Linked DNA regions of Sus scrofa: region 1 is linked to region 2. A link is a contact called in public HiChIP or PLAC-seq data. All regions are on one chromosome and are shown on one strand. Each heading gives the region's core, a stretch centred on a gene start, on an enhancer-like site or on the middle of the called end of the contact. The rest is flanking DNA. Distances are from core to core; before and after follow the strand shown. Region 1 overlaps P4HA2 (prolyl 4-hydroxylase subunit alpha-2). Region 2 has its middle 9.0 kb from the start of CSF2.

Region 1 (3,844 bases), core at 47-2,546, 160 kb before region 2:
CACAAAGAGAGTGTATAGCCCCCTGGGAGAGTTTTGGGGATAAATAGTGATAGGTCCACAGAAAATTAAGCAAATGAAAAAGAAAATGAGAAAAGGAAAAAAAGTTGTACAAGAAAGGAAATATAAGTACAGTTGACTCTTGAACAAAGCCGGGGTATGGGGTGTTGACCCTCTGTTTAGTTGAAAATCTGCATGTGATTTATATTCGGCCTTCCATATACGTGGTCCCTCTATAGCCGAGGTTCTGCATTTGTGTATTCAACCGACTGTGAATCACATAGTACTATAGTATTTACTATTAAAAAAAAATCTGCATTTAAGTGGACTCTTGCAGTTCAGATGTGTTGTTCAGGCATCCACTGTATTAATCTATTAGGTAGCTCAGGTGTGAATAATATTTATGTGATATAATAATGGAAATACTAAATATTAATTTAACTGGAACTCGTGATTTAACTGTATTGAGAGATGGGAGGGGAAATATGTATCTAAGAGTGGTATAAAGAATTCCAACTCTCCGACTTCTCCATGGTAGACTGTCAACATATAAGATCTTAAGTTGAAAGTCAAGAAATAGCATTGTAAGTATATTATTTAGAAAAATGAGGATAAATGAACATACAGGAGTTGAATGTTCAGTGGAAGTGGGGTTGGTGGTGGGAAGGGGTAGGTAGGTGATTGCTATTTATCATTATACACCTTGTAGCACGATTTGATTTTTTCAACTGAGTATATCTATTACTTCAAAATTAAGCGCTATAAATTATATTTAAAAATACTGTGACTTCATTAGGATATTAAAATCAATTTTTTATACATTATGAAAGAGTCTATATGGAGTCTATATGAAATTGTCTTTCTTGAGCATTTAAGACACAGCTTTAGATGATAGACAGTGCGAGCACCAGCTCTGCTTCTCTGCTACCCACAGCACAGGTTGATCTGCTGGCCCAGAGCTCCTGAGGTTAACATCTAGGCCCTCCATGATCCTGACAGGCTTCTGTATCTCCTGCCTCTCAGTTGCCACAGGCCACATCCCAATAACATCAGGCTTGTTGGGGTCTTTGACACACACCAGGGTGGCTCATGCCTTGATATCTTTCTCATCCTGTTCCCACTGCCTGGACCCCGTTGGTATAGAAACTGTCTCCCCTGTCCGTCTTCCCTGGGTAACTCCTACTCAGCTTCCTGTCCCAGCCCTGGCATTTCCTCTTCTCCAGCATGTTTAGGTGCCCTTTGGCTCTGTTTCCATGGCAATGTACACACATATATCGCGTGTCACTGACAGATTTTTGTACAGTTATCTTTCTTCCTCACCAGCTCATAAGCAACTTGAGGCCTGAGACCAAGTCTTAGTCATGTCTGATTCCCAGGCTCAGTGGAGGAGTCATCCTGAAGACTCAAGAGAATGGATGTGTGTATATGTGTAACTGAATCACTTTGTTGTACAGCAGAGATTATTATAACATTGTAAATAAACTATACTTCAATAAAAATTTTAAAAATGTTTTGGCTGCCTACCCAGCAACAGATTGGTAACATACTTTTTATCTGTTCACAGTTTCCAATAAGTGGTTCCATGAACGAGGACAGGAGTTCTTGAGGCCATGTGGATCAACAGAAGTTGACTGACATCCTTTTCTGCCCTTCCCCTTCCTGGCCCCATAGCCCGTATTGTCTTCAAGTTCAACATGACAGACCTCCCTGTGTGCTCCAGCCCTTGTCACACGGGTCTTTGGAGGCATGAATGTGTTTCTGGAGCAGAGAGTGGACTGGGGAAGGTTCTGAGTGACATGGGTCCAGTCTCTCCGGTCAGTCTGTGCTATCTCTGGTCCAAGGGTAGTGTTGGAGTGGCTGCAGCAGAGTCAGGCTGTCTAGCACCCAGTAAGGTGCTTTTGTACCTCAGATGCTTTAGGTGTGAGATATTTCAATGAACCAAAGTTCTGATACCTTGTTTACATGTTTGTTTTTATGGAATTTCTATTAATGTGGCTTTAACCAAAAAATAAATTGTCCCTGCCAGAAGCCTTAAGGAGCCTTATTTGAAGTATTTTTTGAGATGGGGAGCTTTTTATCAAGTTCATCATTTCCTACGCATCTTCTCTGTGCATGCAGAATCTGGGTAATGAATACTTTGGTGGCAATACCCTGCTCTTAGGTTCTAGATCCATTTTCAGCACTCTTTTGCCTCCAGGCTTCAGTGTCCTTTCTGGAAAGTGAGGCAGGTTGTCTCTCCTTGCCTCTCAGAGAACATAGAGATCATGTATGTCCATGATTGTGATGCTGTTACAAATTGAAATTTCTTTTTTAAGATTTTTGAGATACATAGAATTGTTTGTGATACGTAGATGTACAGTTTAAAGAATATGAGAGTGCACAGCAGCCCCCGTGTCAGCACCACCTGGGTTAGAGAAGAGATCATCTTCAAATTTCCACCTCAGGAGCCCCCTGTGAGTCCCTGCGTGATCACATCTCTGACCTGCCCCCAGTACCTCAGGGGTAACCATTGTCTAGTGATTTGGGGTAGTCATGCCTTTGCTTTTCTTTGTAGTTTTACCATCTATGTGTACATCCCTATAAAAATAGTAGTTTTTTTCTTTTCCCTGGTTTTGAACTTTTTGCAGTGGAATCAGTATTTTTTGGGGTGTATGTGTTTGGCTTCTTTCATATTTGAGAGTTGTTTTTAGGATTCACCCATGTTGTGGTGGAGCTGTAGCTTGTATTAATTTGTGTAGTTCAGTTTTATTAATGTGTCTTGAAGGACAGAACCATAATACAGCTAATACCATTGATAGATGTGTGAGTTGGTTTCAGTCTTTGTGTATTATGAATCATGCTGCTGTTGTATTTTTAGACATGATTCCTGGTGCACATAAGCACATTTCTCTGGAATACAGATCTAGAAGTGGAAAGGCTGAGCTGCAGTAGGTGATTCTTCAACTTTACCATATAATGTACTCCTGTGCCACCAGGAGTAAATAAGAGTTCTTGTTTTTCCACCCTTTGCCAGTATCTGGTATTGTCATACTTTTTTTGCATTTTACGTTGCTTGTTACAAGTATAGTATTACCTATTTTAACATGATTATTAATGACATTGAACACTTTTTTGTATACTTGTTAGTCTTTAGGTTTCATTTTTGTTTATTTAAGTCTTTTTCTTACTAATTCTTGGTAATTTTTTAATATATTATGGGCACAAACTCTTTGTTGGTTACATATTTTGCAAATAACTTTTTTCCAGTTTGTTTTTTCACCCTTATTTCTATCTTCTTCTTTTTTTTTTTTTTTTGTCTTTTTGTCTTTTCTTGAGCCGTTCCTGAGGCATGTGGAGGTTCCCAGGCTAGTGGTCCAATCGGAGCAGTAGCCGCTGGCCTACACCAGAGCCACAGCAACGAGGGATCCGAGCCACGTCTGAGACCCACACCACAGCTCATGGAAATGCCAGATCGCTGACCAGTGAGCGAGGCCCAGGATCAAACCTGCATCTTCATGGATACTAGTCGGATTTGGTTCCACTATGCAACAACAGGAACTCCTATATTTATATTTTTAATACACCTGGTTTTTATTTTTGTATATGGTACTAGGTGCAAGGGTCTACTTAAAAAGGTTATTTTGTATATTTCATTAGGCTAGGCTAGGCTTATGCTAGAATAATACAATAATGCTTGAATCTTAGTGGTTTAATGTATAAAACTGTCTTTCGTGCAAAAAAAACCCACTAGCTCTAGGGTAACTGATACCCATCTGCTGCCATATCATCTCCCTGTAGTTCTTCCACCATCAGAACCTGACAGGAAGCCAGCTGGTAAGGGAATCTGAGAAATATAGTTTAGAACGTC
Region 2 (3,823 bases), core at 1,206-3,705:
GTGTATGCATACGTGGGGGGCACAGAGTAGGAGAAGGGACAGATGGGCATGCAGAGGATTTTGGTGATAAATGCGTGGTGCTTCTATGAATGGAGGCTGGAACTGAAGCATGCGGCCGTGCTCTGCGCCCCTGGATCTGAAACCAGGAGGCTCTGGAGCCAGTAGGTCCCTCTGGAGGCCTGGGTCCCATCAAGGGGGAGACCTCAGGTGGACCCTGGACCAGACTTAAAGGGCTCCTGGCCAAAGCCCATGGTTAGAACTCGCTCAGCGCTCTCGTCTGGCCCACACAACTTCTGCCTTTCCCCTCTCCTTCCCACCACGGGCTCAGGGATCCCTCTTTGCTTGGCTGGCCCCTTCCCTCGGGCATGGCTCTCCCTCTGCCCTGGCTCCTTCCTGTTGTCATTACATGTAGTGATGTGGCCCATCCTATCCCTCCCGCTCCGTATCCCTCACCTCCTCATTACAGTTGTCTAGTCCTGCAGTCTCCACAGTGGCTAGGTCCACCTGGGCTGGACTGACCAAAGAGAGAGAACAGTGGAGCAGGGACCAGGCCCGAGACCCAGAGATGCCTGGGGCCCAAGGTGGCCAGACTTTGGGGGCAAAGGCAGTGACTGAGTGAGCTCTGGAGGCCCTGTCTCCACCTGGCCACCTGTGACCCTAGCTCACCCTGTATTCTTTCCTTTTTTTTTAGCTGTGCCCATGGCATGCAGAAGTTCCTGGGCCAGGGATCCAGCCTGTTCCACAGCAGTGGCAGTGCCAGATTCTTAACCCCTGGGCCACCAGGGAACTCCCTCACCCTGTACTCTTAGACCTCCACACCCTTGCTTCCCGGCACCATCTGCCTGACATCCTCTCCTGCACCTCTGGCAGCCTGATGAACTCCTACTCCTTTCTCAAGCTCTCTGAGCATCACCTCCTGAGGGAGGCACCTCTGACAGGATCCACACCCACCCATCCATCGCTCAGTGTGTAATAACTCCCACCACACCATACTGGGCCACCTGGACATGGCCAAGAGGCCCCCAGAAGCCTGACGCAGTGTTTTCCCAACCCACTGCCCCAGCTTGGGTAAGCTGTGGAAGGTCTGCAGGGTCTTTGCTGAGCTGAGTCAAATGCAGACTCAGCATTTGACATTTGAGGCCAAGGTGGGAGGAGCTGAGCCTCTTTCTGGAGCAGGAGATTCACACCATTCAGGGAAGTAGGCAGTGCCTCTCTGAGTCCTCTTCTCAGGCATTTGCCTTCCTGGCAGTTTCTCTCTGCTCTATTTTTCTGTATTTCCAAGTTTTTCAGTAAAGAGCATGTATGCTTTCTCATTTTACCTTCCCAGTAAAAAATGAGTAGTTTTTAAAAATTTGAAGTATAGTTGATTTTCGATGTTTCAAGTCTACAGCAAAATGATTTATAGTTTCCTATATATATAATTACATAGATATAATTTCACACATATAATTATATATATAGTTTTTAAGATTCTTATCCATAATATGTTAGAAATTGAAATAGTAAAATTTCTGGTTGGATATCTGGTTTCCTGCTGAAAAGGCACCTTGGATTTGGCCATTGTGGGACTTATAATGGGGCTTTGGTGCCCCCTAGTGGCAACTGGACCCATTGAACTGGCACCAAGAATAGCCTAGGCACGCTCTAAGGAGGAACGGGCTGGAAAGGTGTGAGCACCCCAGGGCTTCCCACTGGGTTATGAAGTCATCAGCCCTCTACCTGCAGGCAGCTGGACATGACATGGAAATACCTGGACTTGACTTGGAACTGAGCACCACTTGGTTCTGGGCCCCAGCCTAGGGCTGTGCTTGCTCCTGGTTGTGCTGGACCCAGGTAAGGTCTGGGGTTTGGGGTCAAGGATGTGCCTGAGTGGGCAGGGCTTATGTCCATCCCACTTCAGCCTGGAGCAGACTGGATAATCTACAAGAAGGGCAATGAAGATCCCCCAGAAAACCCGAAAAAGCCCACCCCTTTTCTCAAGCATGTCACCTCCACCCACCCTCCCCCTTTCCTGCTCTAGGTCCCACCTCTGCTGACCTCCCGCCCCATACCGTCTGATCTTTCTGCATGGAGTCTGGGCTGTGACCTGACCTCTAACCTCCACCTCCCACGGTCATTGGTCACTAACACAGGGCTTGGAACCAAGGAGGAGGAAAGGGAAAAAAACTGAGGGAGGGTGGTGGGCTCTTCTGTGCTCTGAGTGCTATCAGACCATTTCAGTCTCCAGGCACTGGCTGTTGTTCCCTCTCTCCCTCTCTTCCTCCATGATTGCTGCAGGGGTGGGGAAGGAGTTGCGGCTGTCTTGTCATTCAGGTTTCAACCTATATGTCACCTCTGCAGAAAAGCCTTCCCAGACCATTCAGCCTAAAGCATCCTCCCTGGATACCTGCCATCTGTCTAGTCACTGCCATATCCACAGCGTCCAGTAGAGGGCCCGACACAGTGCTCCCTGAATGTCTCATCTACAAGGCACCAAAGGAATGTAGCGCCATCTAGCCTGGAGCGAGAATAGTGCAGCGCCAGGACAAAGGGCCAGGAGCTTCAAAAAGGGACCCTGGAGGGGACAGCCAGGTAAGAGCAAAATGGTGGATGCGGCTACCTCCTTACAGCTCAAGAGAAGAAAGCTCCAGTACCTGACAAACGTTTAACAACAGACTCTCACAGGAAAGAGTCTGATTTCTAGCATTTGCTGATATCAGTAGTTTAAATTCTCTCACCATAGCCAGTTTCAAGTTACAGATGGTTTGATATCTGGCTGGCAACTTTATAAAAATTTTTTTTAGTTTTTGTTAAAGTGTAGTTGATTTACAGTGTTGTATCAGTTTCACCGTTCAGCAAAATGACTCAGTCATGTATATATATATGTACACACACACACGCATTCCCTTTCTTATATTGTCTTCCATCACAATCTATCCCAGAAGACTGGATATGGTTCCCTGTGCTATACAGCAGGACCTTATTGCTTATCCATTCTAAATGTAATAGTTCGCATCTACCAACCCCAAACTCCCAGTCCATCCCACTCCCTCCCCCTCCCCCTTGGCAATCACAAGTCTGTTCTCTATGAATTTTTCTGTTTTGTAGATAGGTTCATCTGTATCATATTTTAGATTCCACATATAAATAATGTCATATGGTATTTGTCTTTTTCTGACTTACTTCACTTAGTATGAGAATCTCTAGTTGCATCCATGTTGCTGCAAATGACATTATTTTGTTCTTTTTTATGGCTGAGTAGTATTCCGTTGTATATATGCACCACATCTTCTTTATCCATTCTCCTGTCAGTGGACATTTAGGTTGCTTGCCTGTCTTAGCTATTGTGAATAGTGCTGCTATGAACATAAGAGGTGCACGTATCTTTTTGAATTGTAGTTTTGTTTGGACATGTTCCCAGGAGTAGGATTGCTAGATCATATGGTACTTCTTTTTTTTTTTTTTTAATTTTTTTTTTTATTATTTTCCCACTGTACAGCAAGGGGGTCAGGTCATCCTTAGATGTATACATTGCAGTTACAGTTTTTTCCCCCACCCTTTCTTCTGTTGCGACATGAGTATCTAGACATAGTTCTCAATGCTATTCAGCAGGATTTCCTTATAAATCTATTCTAGGTTCATATGGTACTTCTTTATTTGGTCTTCTGAAGAGCCTCCATACTGTTTTCCATAGTGGTTGTACAAACTTACATTCCCACCAGCAGTCTAGGAGGGTTCCCTTTTCTCCACACCCTCTCCAGCATTTGTTATTTGTAGACTTAGTAATAATGGACATTCTGACCAGTGTGAGATGGTAGTCTTGATTTGCCTTGTAGTTTTGATT

The links. HiChIP or PLAC-seq counts read pairs in DNA pulled down with a chosen protein or histone mark.
Region 1: a contact with region 2 is called in an H3K27ac HiChIP or PLAC-seq map of alveolar macrophages. The contact joins two enhancer-like sites. A contact is called at or near these places in 19 of 47 Hi-C or Micro-C datasets (alveolar macrophages, blood, brain and 11 more) and 1 of 2 datasets of contacts at active chromatin or transcription factors (alveolar macrophages).

What each region holds. Positions count from the first base shown.
Region 1 is chr2:134,500,398-134,504,241 of Sscrofa11.1, reverse strand. P4HA2 (prolyl 4-hydroxylase subunit alpha-2) reads left to right here. Exons shown (of 18, transcript XM_021085438.1): 18 at 1,562-2,032. The coding sequence ends at 1,632. Among named protein-coding and RNA genes, the nearest start is that of PDLIM4, 54 kb to the left of the region's middle. Within about 2 kb of position 1,296, at least 7 of the 83 cell types and tissues checked have an H3K27ac peak or open chromatin away from gene starts, as enhancers often do. A contact at or near this core is called in alveolar macrophages, where this site is marked.
Region 2 is chr2:134,343,798-134,347,620 of Sscrofa11.1, reverse strand. No RefSeq gene overlaps it. Among named protein-coding and RNA genes, the nearest start is that of CSF2, 9.0 kb to the left of the region's middle. Within about 2 kb of position 2,455, at least 9 of the 83 cell types and tissues checked have an H3K27ac peak or open chromatin away from gene starts, as enhancers often do. A contact at or near this core is called in alveolar macrophages, where this site is marked.